Regions from separate parts of the Anas platyrhynchos genome. Here region 1 is linked to region 2. Evidence: chromatin contacts called from public Hi-C data. All regions are on one chromosome and are shown on one strand. The core of a region is the stretch at or near the end of the contact, and the rest is flanking DNA. Distances in the headings are between cores, read along the strand shown. Region 1 holds the start of PROSER1 (proline and serine rich 1). Region 2 holds the start of COG6 (component of oligomeric golgi complex 6).

Region 1 (3,075 bases), core at 476-2,975, 290 kb before region 2:
GGCTCTGTGCAGGAGTGGTTTGTACCTTGGTGCACCCCAAAAGGTGACTACTCCCACTGCAGTCACTGTGGCTCCGAGCACTGGCTGGACCAAACCTGTTCTCTGTAGCACCCCACTGTCTGCAGGCAAACACCCCCCCCCCAAAACAGCTCATGATAACAAACTCCCAGGACAAGCCCTTCCTTTCCTCACCACCACAGCTTTACCAGCACACTAGTGACATACATCACCCCTGATTTAATGTTTCAGCTACAGCAAAATGCCTCACCCCAGGTTTGCACTTCCCACACAAGGCAGGAATTATCCTTTTATTTGTCTCTCAGTTCCTGAAGGGTCCAGACATTTTTTTCTACCTCCTTGTCCACTTCCAGCAGTTGGGGAATTGCCCTAAACACTGACCTCTAGCTCCTCTGTTAAAAGCAAGCCTCTGTGCAGAAAGAAGTGAGAGCACCTGTCAGATAACGGGAAGCCTAGGTTCCACAGAATCACAGAACCATCTAGGTTGGAAGAGACCTCCAAGATCACTGAGTCCAACCTCTGACCTAACACTAAGTCCTCCACTAAACCGTATCCCTAAGCTCTACATCTAAACGTCTTTTAAAGACCTCCAGGGATGGTGACTCCACCACTTCCCTGGGCAGCCCATTCCAATGCCTAACAAGGCTTTGTTTGTGTCTCTGCTTCCCACATCAAGCAAATATTTTGCTCAGGGCATTTTTAACAGGTGATGTGCAAAGAGAGCCCATGAAGGGGACCAAAATCCAGGACTCCACAACCTGGAGGAAGGCATGCACGTGTTCCTGAGCAGGGGGAGATCACAGAATGCATCTTGGTCATCAGCTCTCTTATGTGTTTAATCTCCTAAATATATACAAAATATATCTCACATTATAAACCCACTTCTCCAGATGAACTAAGCAAATGTCCTCCCCTCAATTAAGAACTATTAGGCTAATTTGGCTTTTCATCCTCCTCTACCTTGACAGAGAAGAAGTCATGATAACTTATTCCAATGTTTATTTCAGACGAGCATTTTTTCAAGTACATCTGGTCCATGCTTTCAGCAGTGAACTAACATCACATCACTTTTCTCAGAGAATAGAAGTATCTCAAACAGAGCAAGCACATCACAACAGCCTTACGCTATTATATTTGATATACAATGACTAGGATATAGCAATAACACAGGATTATAGTTTTTCAAACTGAAGTGCAATTTAGTCTTTATTGGAGCCTCGAGTGATTATTAAAGAACACAAATGAACGCGGTGTGTTCATCATATTCTAGATGAAATGGTTAATCTGGCATGCAAAACGAAAAGTTACCTTTCTAATTTCATCCAGCACGGTCTCAAACGATTTCTTATCCATCTTTATTAGTTCATTCAATGCAGATACACGAAAAGGGTAGGGGAAAAAAAAAAAAAAACTCCAGGCCAAAGATTTCAACGAGAGGATATATAAAAATATATATAATTAGCTAAGATATATAGATTAGTTAAAAATTTATAGATTAGTTAAAAAAAACACCGAGCAGGACAGGCGGCCCGGGCTCTCCCCAGCCCCTGAGGCTAGCGCTGACGGCTCTGCACGGCGGCTGGCCGCGGGACAGACGGACAGGGACAGACGGGCAGCAGCGGGGCCATCCCGCTCGCCATGGCCCAGCAGCGAGCTGAGGCGAGGCGATGAGAAGCTCCGCTGCCCCGGTCCTGCCGCTCTGCTGGGCGCGCCGCTGTGACGCCAAATGTGGGCACCGCTCGCCTTCCGCGCTGCCTGAGGAGAAGCAGCACCCCCGAGGCGGCCTCGCAGCTCTCCCGGCTCCTCAGAAACGCCGCACGCAGCGCGGAGCCTTACCCCCGTGCGCCTCCTCCTCCTCCTCCTCTCCTCAACCCCGCCAGGCCGGCGCCATTTTGGGCACCCCGCCGCCATTTTGTGGGCGGGCGCTGCCCGGGGCCCAAGCCGCTGTCACGGGGCTGCCATGGCAACGCCGCCCGCCCGGCACGGCCCGGCCTCGCCTCCATGAGGGGGAAGCGGGCGCTGGGGCCGTGGCTGGTGATGGCGGGCGCCCTGCTGGTGCTGCTCGGCCTCATCGGGGGCTCGCAGGTGGGCGGGGGGGCGCCGGCATGGCCCCGGGGGGAGTCCGGTGTGTGTGGGGAGGGTGTCGGGGTGTGTGTGGGGAGGGGGGCGCCGTGGCAGTTTGTGGCGTTCTGGATTCCGATCCACGGAGCCCTACCTCCAGCGGACAGCAACATTAAAAGGTTTTTAGTCACCAGCGATTCCCCGTTTTGTGAGTGCTCAGCTCCAGCCGGATCCCTCAGCGCTGAGGTCCCCGCCCGGTGCTTGCAGGAGAGCAGCTGTGCTCCCTTCCCTTCCTCGGCTCTGCCAGCACAGCCAAAAAGCTGCAGCTGCTTTCCTTCCATCGCATTTTAAAGTGCTGAAGCTGTGCTGTTCCTACTTACGCTTCCTCATTTCTATGGTGTAGCTTTCCTCCTTGATCTGTGCTGTCCTATTTTTCCGATTTCATTGTTTTTTTGAAGTAGTTATTGATTCTGTTGCATTTGAAACCTTCTCTCCTGTTTTCCTCTTTGGTGTGGGTCCATTGACAGGTAGCAACAGCAACTTCGATACAAGGAGTTTCAGGGTGTGTTTTTTGCCTTCAAGTTCCAGAGCTTCCCCAATCCAACCGGCTTTGTTACTTAATTTTCAGTTTGTTAAAGTTTTCTCAATTATAGTCCAAAATGATAACTAAAAACCTGTTTCTGTTTACCTTTATAACCTGAATAAATCCATTTACTTACTACTGTAAGTACAGTTACTTTCTATTGCCGGTTCTGATCCTCACATTTATTAAAACTGGATGTAAACAAACATCCCACCGTTGTATAATCTAACTGCTAATGGATATGTATTTTTGTATTGTCAGGTGTTGAAAGCATTTGATTACTTCTATCCTTCGAAGGGACAGCAACAGATGTACAAGCTGGACATAAGCTGGCCTAAAATTCCAGAGTATTTCACTGGCCAAACGTTTTGTGTTGCTGTTGATTCTCTTCATGGTTTGGTCTACGTGGGACA
Region 2 (2,824 bases), core at 18-2,517:
ACACATACTGTTTCAAAATCCTATAGGTTACTGACTTATCTAGAAGTAACCTGGCTCCTGAAACAAATTCATGAAAAGATACACTTCCATCAAGGAGCGTCTGAAAGCAAAAGTGGATGCTTCAAAAGACAGTACATGCACCAACTGACAGAGGAAAACGTTTGTGGTTCCTTATATGTCTGTGGTATAACTTGCTGGATGAGGCTTGGCAATGATCTTATCTTGACACTTGTGGTTCTTTAGATGTTAAAGTCCTTCTGAGTTCAAGGTGTGCCTTTGCTGTGTCAACTCATCCAACAGGTTAATGGCATTGGAATTTTTGTTCAGGCTGGTAGCAATATCCAATTTCAAGTTGGGATGCGATCTTTCTAATAATGGAGTTTTCTTTACATGCTTAAATATAATTGCTCACATCTGTGATGGCATGCACCTGTGACTGCATGTTTTATCTCTTAATTTTTTAAAAAATTAAACCTGTCTAAATCTGTCTAATCTTTTTAAAGCAGATTCCTAACATGGAGAAGGGAGATCCTGGCTCCTGGAAGCTTGGTCAGAAGTAAGGGACGTCTGGGAAGAGGTAATACCAACAAAATAGGGCAGAGACACAGAAGCTAAGGAGGGAAACTAGGTGTCTAAAAACACATGAAGATCTGTTTGCTGACTATCTACAAGAAGAAAATGACATGACAAGAAGAAAACAAACCTCAGAGCTATAATCTGTTTCAGTAAATGAATGGCCAATGTAAGATCTCCCCATTTTGACATGCTTTTACTTTCATTTGTATAACAATAGCCCATTTCTTTTACATTTCTTTTTTTAGTTACACTCATTTACACAGCAAGCATGAAATGAATACAGCCATGCGACCTCAGGAAGATAATCTTTTTTCTTATCACAAATCTCCAAATTTTCCTTGTTCCCTAAGAACTGCAGGTACCAGGGGTCGTGTATTTTGGTCTCATAACCAACCCGAATGGTAACGAACCCCATTTCAGATACTAACAAAGTATGTTTGCAGGATTACAGATAGGTATTCCAGGAATGCAGCGTGTAAGTAAAACAGAGAAATCTTTTACAATTCCAACTTTAAAAGGTTAATCTTTCAAAGCCCCTCGGCGGCCTCTGTGAGCCCGTGTCCCCTCCGCGCCCCCCAGACGGACTCAACTCGGCTCCCGCCCTGCAAGCTGCAGGATCTCGGGACCGTAGCCGGCACCACGCTTGTGGAGCAGGCAGAGGGTGACTTTCTGTGTGTCTGTCGGTGCCTGTCTGTCTGTCTGCCTGTCACACAGCGCCAGCCTTGCAGGAGGAACCAAAGCCCGGGGAGCGCGTTTCCTCGGGAGCCGCTCCGCCGCCGCACGCAGCCATGGCCGACACCGCCGCCCCGCCGCAGGTCGCAGCCCCGGCGGGCCCCGGCATCAACCCGCTGGCCCGAAAGCTCAATAAAATCCTGGAGACACGGCTGGACAACGACAAGGTGGGGAGCCGGGCTCCGGCACCGCCGCTGAGGGGGGCCAAGGGGGCGGCAGAGCCGGGCCGGGGGCCGCAGGGCCCCCGCAGGCTCCCCGAAGGGAGAAGGGAGCCCCCGGCGCTGTCCCCGGGGGCAGGCAGGGGTCTGCAGTGGGAATTGGGGATAAAAGTTGGGTTTTGGCCCCTCGGGGTATGCCCCGCATCGCTGCCCGTGCTGGGGACGCTGGTGCCACGTAGTTGGGGTGGCACCGCTGAGGCTTCTCCTGGTTGAGGTGTTTTGTAGTCGTGCTTTAACCAGCTGTGAGCTTTCTGGTTAAAGCAGTTATAAAGGAAAAAAATAAATAGATAAGAGTCTGTTAAAACATATACAAAGACGAGAGACCTGAGCCGGCAGTGTGGCCAGGTGGCCAAGGAGGCCAACGGCATCCTGGCTTGTGTCGGGAGCAGTATGGCCAGCAGGAGCAGGGAGGTGATCGTCCCCCTGTATTTGGCTCAGGTGAGGCCGCACCTCGAGTACTGTGTTCAGTTTTGGGCCCCTCGCTACAAGGACATGGAGGCCCTGGAGCGTGTCCAGAGCAGGGCTACGGAGCTGGTGAGGGGCCTGGAGCACAAGGCCTGTGAGGAGCGGCTGAGGGAGCTGGGGGTGTTTGGGCTGGGGAAGAGGAGGCTCAGGGCAGACCTCATTGCTCTCTGCAACTGCCTGAAAGGAAGGGGTGGGGAGCTGGGGGTCGGCCTCTGCTCACAGGTAACCAGTGACAGGACCAGAGGGAATGGCCTCAAGCTGTGCCAGGGGAGGTTCAGGTTGGCAGTGAGGAGACATTTCTGCTCAGAAAGAGCAGTCAGGCACTGGGACGGGTTGCCCAGGGAGGTGGTGGAGTCACCGTCCCTGGGGGTATTCAAGAAGAGGTTGGACGTGGTGCCTGGGGACATGGTTTGGTGGGTGACATTGGTGGTAGGGGGATGGTTGGACCAATTGATCTTGAAGGTCTTTTCCAACCTTCATGATCCTGTGATTCTATACTGTACCTTTTTGTCTAAAGCAGTGAATTTGGGGTGGCTGCAGACTGTGCAATGTGCTTCTTTATAACCTAGTGAAATGTTAATTTAATTTGCCTTTCTACTTTTTAGGAAATGCTGGAAGCACTCAAGGCTCTCTCAACCTTTTTTGTTGAAAATAGCTTGCGGACCCGAAGAAATTTGCGTGGAGACATTGAACGACGAAGCTTAGCCATAAATGAAGAATTTGTCCACATATTCAAGCAAGTTAAAGAGGTAGCAGTTTTACAGTTTGATTAGCTATCTTGTCAGAGTATGATTTAAAAAAGAAAAAAGGGTTATGAGTAATCATGATTTTTT

What was found. A called contact is a pair of places that touch in the nucleus more often than the background predicts.
Region 1: a Hi-C map of F5 follicle shows a contact between it and region 2, with 4 times the contacts expected there. The contact joins the promoter of PROSER1 here to the promoter of COG6 in region 2. A contact is called at or near these places in 7 of 8 Hi-C or Micro-C datasets (F1 follicle, F5 follicle, liver and 3 more).

What each region holds. Positions count from the first base shown.
Region 1 is chr1:180,588,993-180,592,067 of IASCAAS_PekinDuck_T2T, reverse strand. It overlaps PROSER1 (proline and serine rich 1), which reads right to left and starts at 1,725. Exons shown (of 13, transcript XM_072032587.1): 1 at 1,327-1,725. The coding sequence starts at 1,371. It overlaps NHLRC3 (NHL repeat containing 3), which reads left to right and starts at 1,690. Exons shown (of 7, transcript XM_038178839.2): 1 at 1,690-2,103; 2 at 2,924-3,075. The coding sequence starts at 1,690.
Region 2 is chr1:180,298,810-180,301,633 of IASCAAS_PekinDuck_T2T, reverse strand. It overlaps COG6 (component of oligomeric golgi complex 6), which reads left to right and starts at 1,267. Exons shown (of 19, transcript XM_038174145.2): 1 at 1,267-1,475; 2 at 2,597-2,740. The coding sequence starts at 1,365.